Linked DNA regions of Mus musculus: region 1 is linked to region 2. The links are chromatin contacts, called in public Hi-C maps. All regions are on one chromosome and are shown on one strand. The core of a region is the stretch at or near the end of the contact, and the rest is flanking DNA. Distances in the headings are between cores, read along the strand shown. Region 1 overlaps Mm2pr (macrophage M2 polarization regulator). Region 2 holds the start of 2310047D07Rik (a long non-coding RNA gene).

Region 1 (4,138 bases), core at 466-2,965, 76 kb after region 2:
CTTAACTCACCCCAGCACTCCCACCTTCGGGTTTATATCCTCTGTCCTCAGCATCAGAACTAAACCCTTCACCCCCCTGTCCTTCAGGCTCCCTTCCCAGGCTCCTCTGCTTGGCCTTGCTTTATCTTCTCTGCCTCTGTGGAGTAGTCGCTGCCTCCTTCTCCGTCCTTGTGCCTGTCTGAAGCTAGAGCTGCCTATTTCCAGGAGAGGTCTTTCAGAACATTGCCCAGGCCCCTCCAGAAGTACTGTGTTTGGTACCAGCATTTGTTTGTAGTTTTTATATGTGATTGTGCTATTGTTCTGTGTTAAGCTAATGGATCAATGGACTTGTTTACAATGTGATATTTTCTATTAAATTTAATATTTTCAAATAAAAAAAAAAGAAGTAGTTCTTTATTTCCAAAGTTCAAACAAATAAACAAACAAGAAACGCACCTCAGGAGAAATGAAGGAATGTATCTGTAGGAAGGCTTTTTTTCCCCCTTCCTGTCTTTACATCAGCAATAAGTAAGGCGTTGGGTGGAAAGACCAATAGCCAATCTGAAATCTTACTTCCTTCATAATACACAAGGTCACCTTTTTACTTAAGGTTTGTTTGTTTGTTTGTTTGATTGATTGATTGATTTTGCTCCTCTCCAATTGATTCCTTCCATTCATTTCCATTCCTTCCATTTTCTGAGGTGTTGCTGGTGTGTGTGTGTGTGTGTGTGTGTGTGTGTGTGTGTGTGATTAACAAACTATAAATAAGTACTTATTCACTTGAGGCAGGTATGATACTTGAGCCAGCATTGGAGAGCTGAGACGGAGGAAGGAGAGCTGGGTACAAGCCTGGCTACAGAGCAAGACCCTGATAATTAGCTGTACTACCCTACAAATCACGTGCAATATTTTCAACCCATATAGTGCAGTGAGTAAGGTATTTCACACTTCAGCCAAACACACACATACACAGATATATTTAACTTAAACAAAAATGGTGCCGGGCGTGGTGGCGCATGCCTTTAATCCCAGCACTTGGGAGGCAGAGGCAGGCGGATTTCTGAGTGCGAGGCCAGCCTGGTCTACAAAGTGAGTTCCAGGACAGCTGGGGCTATACAGAGAAACCCTGTCTCAAAAAACCAAAAAAATTAAAAATAAAAAAAAAATGGTGAAGTTTTCTTCTGGTGTTTTTTGTTCTTCTTTTAAAATAAAGATGGATCCTGACATGTAGTTGGGAATATAACAATTTAATATATAACAATATATCATATTCTGTATGAACTGTGTAGTTCATACTCTGTATGGCAGTGTGGTACACAGTCAGATTCTCACTTTTTGTAGCCATTCTATAGACTAATTGAATGTAAAAGGAAAAACATATTGAGGTCCTATTACTATCTGGCATATAGTTCCAGGTTCCATGATACCCAGAGCTAAGCGAGATTCAGCCCTTGCTTTTGGACTCAAATGGCAATGACAGAAGATAGTAACTTGGAGCAGGCACTGCGCTGTCGGAATAAACAGTGTGTGCCAGCAGAGGAGCGAGCAGCTTGTTCTCCCAGAGCATGACCTGAAAGGGCTCGGTAGCACAGAGACTCGGGAACGAGGTCATACGCACCGAGGGAGAATTTTCCAGGGTGAGAGAGAAGAGATTCCTGGCAGAAGGAACTCTGTATACAAAGGCAAGGAGCTGAAACGTGTGGCCAGGGCTTAGGGACGCATGGAGAAATCAGGTTCGGAACCCAGTTCTCTTATTACAGGGTAGACTTTATTCTGTAGTGAGAAGCCTAAGGAGTGTGTAAGATGGAACATCTGCGCGCTCACACTCGCACGCAGGCACCCATGCGTGCATGTTTGGAGGTCAGAGGGCGGTCTGTGGGAGTTGATCCCCTCCTTCCGCCACATGGTTCCCGGGAATCGAAATCCTAAGGCTTGCCAGAAGTGTATTTATCCTCTGAGCATGTGGCTGGGCTCCTCTGTCAGCTAATTAAAGGGTGATTACAGGCAGGAGATTCTTTGCAACTGCTTCCTGTGGGAAGATGGTCTAGGTCCCAGAGTTGTGGTGGTTACTTCTCTTGTTACTTTGACAAAAATAGCAGACAAAGCAACTCCTAGGAAGAGAGGCTCGTTCTGATTCACACTTGAGATTTACTGAGCATCAGGCAGGGAAGATGGGCTGGCATGGCCCTGTTCACGGATGAGCCTGCTCGAATCTTGACCAGCCAGGAAGTAGAGAACTAGGTCAGAAGAAGGTCCACACTGCATCCCTCAGATGCCTGTCTACAGTATCCTCCATCCATCAGTGAGGGTCCCTGCTGTCAGTTGGAGACCAAGTGTTTGAACATATGAGCCTGTGGAAAATATTCCATATTCAAGTCATAGCAAGAGTTCATTTCCATTCTGTGTCTGGCATTTTCTGATGTTTACTGGATTTACACGGAATTTCTTCTTCTTCTTCTTCTTCTTCTTTTTTTTTAAATGAAGAATGGGTCCTTGATCTTGAAGAGTTTCTGTCTAGTGGGAAACAGAGACGCAAGTTACTTTAATAGTGTAATGGGTGAGAGTTACACTGCAGGAAAAGAGCAGAGAAGCCAAGCTGAGACAATCAGGCCCCTTTGGAAGGGGATGCATGGGTGGATCCTAGGAGAGCAACAGGAGCTGGCCAGGGGAAGCAGCGGGCAAGCCTGGGATGGGAGCCCAGGGGTGAGTAACACTGGTGTGAAGTGGGGGGTTTGATGGGGTTCTGGTAGTGCAATTTGAAGGTATATTCGGAGCCTCCAGGCCACGCTAAGGTTTTGTCCTGTGGTGGGGAGATCATTTGGGTGTTCAGTCATGGAAATGGCATGAGCAACTTAGTGTCTAAGCTTATTTTGATAATGTAACAGTAACAGCTGGGCTGGAGAGCTGGCTCAGTGGTTAAGAGCACTGGCTGTTCTTCCAGAGGTCCTGAGTTCAATTCCCAGCACCCACATGGTGGCTCACAGCTGTCTGTAACTCCAGTTCCAGAGAATCAGATGCCCTCTTCTGGCCTCGGGCACTGTATGCTTGTGATGCACAGACATACTGGCAGACAAAATACCCATACACATAAAATTAAAATAAGATCTCAAAAAGTATCTTTAAGATAGTAATAGCTAACCTTCATCAAATACTTGTTGTGGGCAAGGTACGATTGTAAATGCTTTACTCCGCTAAAACAGTCCTATTGTTAGTGGCTTTGCTTGCCAGGGAATTTAGTGACTGACACACAGAGAGGTGGAGCAGCTTGCTGAAGTTTGCACAGCCATTGGCAGCACAAGCACCTAATCCTCCGTAGTCTTGCTCTAACTCCCAGTGATGGGTTGCTGGGGATGGGTGAGCGAAGGAATGGCTGTGGGTGGCTCTAGGGCAGTGGTAGAACATGGGATGGGGTGGGGTGGGGGACTGCTAATTGGTTGGCTGGCCTTTACAGATACCAGAGGTGTGTTCTCACAGCTGTGGAGGCTGAGGCCCAGGTCAGGGTGCTGTCAAGACTGGGGTCTAATACTTTCTCGGCCAATATGTATATGTCTACTGTTTTGTTTTCTATTTTGTCTGATTGGTGTTTTGTTTTGTTTGGGAGCTTTAGGGGTGTTCTGGCTATTTTAAAAAGCAAGGTATTATTGTGTAATCCAGCCCTCCAGAGTTCTGGGATTACTGGTGCGGTGTGCGGTATGTACTGTGGCGGTGACTGTGGCCACCTCCCTCCAAATTGTACCGTCACATGCTTCTCCTCTCTGAGTCTTTACAAAGAATCTGACCTTACCAATCAGGGCCATGCCCATAAGCTCATTTAACCTTCATGACTTCCTCAAAGGCCACAGCTCCAAATGGAGCCAGTTAGAACCTCAACATAGGAACTCTGCAGGACACAAGCATTCAGTCCATCAGAGCAGCAGCTGTGGGAAATAACTGAGACACGACAGTGGCTGAGCCAGAGTGAAAGGGAGCAGGAAGCCTTCAGGACGACAAGCTTCTCACAAGTCTGTGGGCTGAACAGCTGCAGTCATGTCCGGTGGTGCAGGGGTGAGACAGGGTCTCTTTACAGAGCCTTGGCTATCCTGGAAATCACCATGTAGACCAGGCTAGTCACAAATTCACGGAGAGCCACCTGCCTCTGCCTCGCCCTCTCTAGTGCTGG
Region 2 (4,063 bases), core at 1,230-3,729:
TGGAGAGACTAGCTCATGTATTGTATGGATGCATCACCTGTCAATTAAAAAGCCAGTAACCTATGGCAGGTCTTGCGCGCTCCAGACTGGCCAGCAGTAACGCTGCAACAGGATCCTTCTGCACACGTTTATTGGGAGAGCTTGATTGCAGAGGCGAAGAGACCCCGAGCCCAGAACTGGTGCTGCTTATATAGGCCTAGGAGAGGCGTGTCTCACACCCGGATTGGTTATGCACTAAGCCTCATTTGCATGTTCCTCATCTGATTGGCTACTCTCTCTCTCTCTGTACCTCACAGAGCCTCATTATCATACCTCATTTGCATGTCTCACATCTGATTGGTTATACTCTCAAAGCCTTATTATCATGCCCCGGCCAGGCAGTGTCTTTGCAAAAAACTTTACTGCATATGTTCACATTGGTTGTTGGTCCAAACTTATGCGTGGTGGCCAGCAGTAGTCAGTGCCACTCTGCAACGGCACATGCGGCTTCCCACAGGCAGGAAATTTAGGAGGTGTTACATCCGGGAGGCACACTAAAGAGTTGCCTGGGAAGATGTGATGAGATAGACACATGGTACCTGAGCATAGGTAACCAGCCACATGGCAGAATGTAGGTTAAAATAATTGGGTTATTTTAGTTATGATTCTAGTAGAGCACATAGAAGAAAAATAAGAGAATTCTACAATTCAAAAGAAGGGTCCGGAAAAGAGGCGTTACTAGTAGAAGGGTAATGTAAAACACTTCCATTAGGATGGTTGTCAGTTTTAAAAACGTGAAGATACTGGAAACTTGTGAGAATATACAATCAGGCAGACACAGATCTTCAACTTCTGGATTCAACAAAATTAAGAGACTCAAATAGATGTCAGTACAGCCTTCTTCCTAGAAGTCAGCCACGGAGAGCTGAAGGACCAACAAAGTGTAGCACAGATATGTAGCTAACTAGTACTCAGCATAGAAGAGCCGGAAATCAGGGTTAGCGCTACTGTACGGATACGGATACGTCATCAGGACATCACTGAGACCAGCCAGTCACAAATGGGCAAAGACTGGGTAATTCCACCTAGGGGAGTTACTTAAGAATAATTAAATTAGTAAAGATAGAAGAGAGAATGAGGCTTATTAGAAAAAGAAAGGGGAGGTGGGAGTTGTTTAATAGATGGGAGTATTGGTAACATATAAGTGCACTTAATTCCGTTTGAACCGTAAGCTTTAAAGGGGTTAAAATGGAGCTGGAGCGATGGATAGGTGGTTGAGAGCTCCTCTCTTGCACAGGACCCGCGCTCAGTTCCCAGCACCCGCCTTGAGAGCCTCACAATCGCCTCCAACGCAGGCTCCAGGAGAATGCGACGCCCCGTTTGACCCCGAGGGCGCTGAACTCAGGATACACGCCAACACCCAGATACATGATTAAAATAAGTCTTTGAAATATGGCTCAATTTATACCAAGAGAGTAGCAATAGCTAAGTAGGAAGAGCCAAAGAGAGGAGGAGCAAGAGAAAGGGGGGAGGGCGGGAACGGGGACAGTATTTGGGATGTAAATATATGAAATAATTAATTTTTTTTAAAAGGAGGAAGGGTATGGAAGCTTGAAGAGCGGGACCTGAGGTCTGTGAAGTTGCCCCCTCCTCCCCTCCCGGTCTTTGGGGTGATGGGGGAAGGAGAGGTCTGACAGGGGCTCTGGCAGGTTTATCAAAGAATTATCCTTTCTCCCCCTCCCTTCTCTCTTCCTCCTTCCCTTCCCTTCTGCCCCTCCCTCTCTCTCCCTCCCCCTCCCCCTCTCTCCCTCCCCCTCCCCCTCCTCTGAGTGGGCACAATGCTACCTACCCCAACCCTCCCAAGGCAACCCCAAGTCAGTGAGTTAAATTCAGAAGTCAGGGGAAGGCCTAGACGTCACTGGCTATTTTAAAAGAGCGTTTTAATCGCCATAAATCCGATTCTGCAGTCCCCCTAAGCCATGAGTGCTCGAAGGAGGCTCCAGTCCGCTAAAGGGGTGTGAATTTATTCCCAGGAGGTGACGGGGGAGGGGCGGCGCGGTAGGTTTTTAAACGTATAAAGTATAAAATTCCCATGGCCCACACAGAGATCCACAGTTTATCAACCTCGATAAGCGGGAGGCGACGAGAACACTCAAAGGGGAGGGGCGGTAACAACCTTGAACAAGGGCAGGGCGCCCTGGCTCGGAGCCCACGCAGATTCCCGGAGCCTCACCCGGCGCCGCCCTGCTCTGCGGAGGATTTGCTGGGCTCGGCGGCTCCGCCCCTCCCCGCCCTCGCGCAGTCTCAGCCCGCAGGGCTCAGCAGGGCCTGGCGCCTCCCGGGAGTCCGAGGCGGCGACGCCCATGCTGGCCGCGGCAATGTGTACAAAGCGCACGGCCGCTCAGGCAGCTGTGTCTCTGTGGCGCAATCGGTTAGCGCGTTCGGCTGTTAACCGAAAGGTTGGTGGTTCGAGCCCACCCAGGGACGGCAGCGTTCCTTTTAGCAAAAAACATTTTTAGAAATGTTTTCTGCCATCCTGGGACGCCCAATCTGTTTGATAGCTTTCTAGGGCTCAAGCTACAAGCGGGCCTGCTGCTTCCACTAATTTTCAAGAGGGTACATGTAAGTCTGCTTTTTGAGTTTGGTCCAATTCTGCTCAGGAACAGCTAGGTGTTTTTTGCACTGGAAACCGGCAACCGGGACCACCCAGAAACAGCACCATTTGTGTGGCTCAGAAAAAAAAAATAATAATAACAAAAAATAAAAAATAAAAACAACAGCAACAACAACAAAAAAAAAAAAAACAAAAAACGACCCGCGGACCCTACTAATACAGTCTACTTCCAAATGGATGAGCAACAGATAACATTGTGGGCAGAGAGTTTGGGGACAGCAGGCCACGCTGACTTTAGCTAAGTGGCTCCCAGACTTGGGCAATGGGTTTGAATCTAACTACATTATATTTAATCTTAGACTGCTGTCAATTTCCCCCATCACATTTAACTTTATCAGAAATTGTATAAGTTCGTGTTTAAAAGTTTTAAAAGAGAGCCAGGAGTGGCGGTGATGCCTTTAATCCCAGAACCCAGAAGGCAGTAAGGCAAATAAATCATGGTGAATTCCAGGACAGCCAGGGGTACATAGAGAATTCTTGTCACAGAGGACGTTTTATGTTTTTTTCACAAAAGACTTTCCATAAAGACAGGAAGTTGTGACGTGAGGGTTTTGTGTCTGGGATCTACACCCACTCCTATAGAATACAGAGAACGGGAGTCTACAGAGTGGTTCACAACCTGTGGGTCACGACCCCACTAGGATCGTATATTAGGAATTCTGCATTAAAGATATTAATAATGATTCATAACAGGAGCAAAATGACAACTATGAATGAAATAATTTCATGGTTGGTGGTCCCCATGAAGAACTGTATTAAAGGGTCACAGCATTAGGAAGAGTGAGACCCACTGTCCTATGTTGACGTAAACACTCCCGAGCTACACTGCAAGAGCTCTCACTGCTAGCCACATCTGGCTTCTGAGTACTTGAAATGTGACTAGGACAACTGAGGGATGAGTGTCAGAGTAACGCCAGGCCCTTGATTAACATGGGGTGGAGACGGTACTGTGCGTGCATCTAGCCCCGAGCTCTATCCTAGCACTAAACAGAAACAGCAGGAACAGGGCCTTACTGGCCTAGAACTCATGGCCCGGCTGCCTCAGCCTTCTGAGTGCTGGGATTATAGGTGTGCGCTGCCGTGACCAAGAAAGACTGGATGTCAGTGAATTTAGTCAAATGCAGTTTTAGTTTTTAAATATAATGTCTAATTTTATTGCATTTTTATTGACACATATGTATGTACATGCAACCACATGCATGTGGAGGTCAGAGAAAACTTTTGGAAACTGGTTCTCTTCTGCACCCTTAGGGGTCCCAGACACTGAACTCAGGTCTGTAGGCTCTGCAGGGAGCACCTTCACCTACTGAGCCATCTCACTGGGTTAAATTTAAGCAAATTTAAGTAAATGTGAGCAAGTAAATTACAAACAATTCAGGATTAGAGGATGAAGTTCAAGACTGCTATGGG

The links. A called contact is a pair of places that touch in the nucleus more often than the background predicts.
Region 1: a contact with region 2 is called in a Hi-C map of uterus, with 3 times the contacts expected there. The contact joins the enhancer-like site here to the promoter of 2310047D07Rik in region 2. A contact is called at or near these places in 1 of 39 promoter capture datasets (hematopoietic stem and progenitor cells), 4 of 484 Hi-C or Micro-C datasets (the Patski cell line, brain, trophoblast stem cells and 1 more) and 1 of 115 datasets of contacts at active chromatin or transcription factors (embryonic stem cells).

The regions. Positions count from the first base shown.
Region 1 is chr5:149,150,363-149,154,500 of GRCm38.p6, reverse strand. All of the region lies in intron 1 of Mm2pr (macrophage M2 polarization regulator), which reads left to right. It overlaps Gm42788 (predicted gene 42788), which reads right to left. Exons shown (of 2, transcript NR_137278.1): 2 at 961-2,493. It also overlaps the pseudogene Gm8615. Among named protein-coding and RNA genes, the nearest start is that of Gm42788, 8.2 kb to the right of the region's middle. Within about 2 kb of position 1,715, at least 42 of the 459 cell types and tissues checked have an H3K27ac peak or open chromatin away from gene starts, as enhancers often do. A contact at or near this core is called in brain and uterus, where this site is marked.
Region 2 is chr5:149,227,404-149,231,466 of GRCm38.p6, reverse strand. It overlaps 2310047D07Rik (a long non-coding RNA gene), which reads right to left and starts at 2,479. Exons shown (of 2, transcript XR_003956021.1): 1 at 2,156-2,479. n-TNgtt14 (a tRNA gene) reads left to right here and starts at 2,393; the gene lies at 2,393-2,466.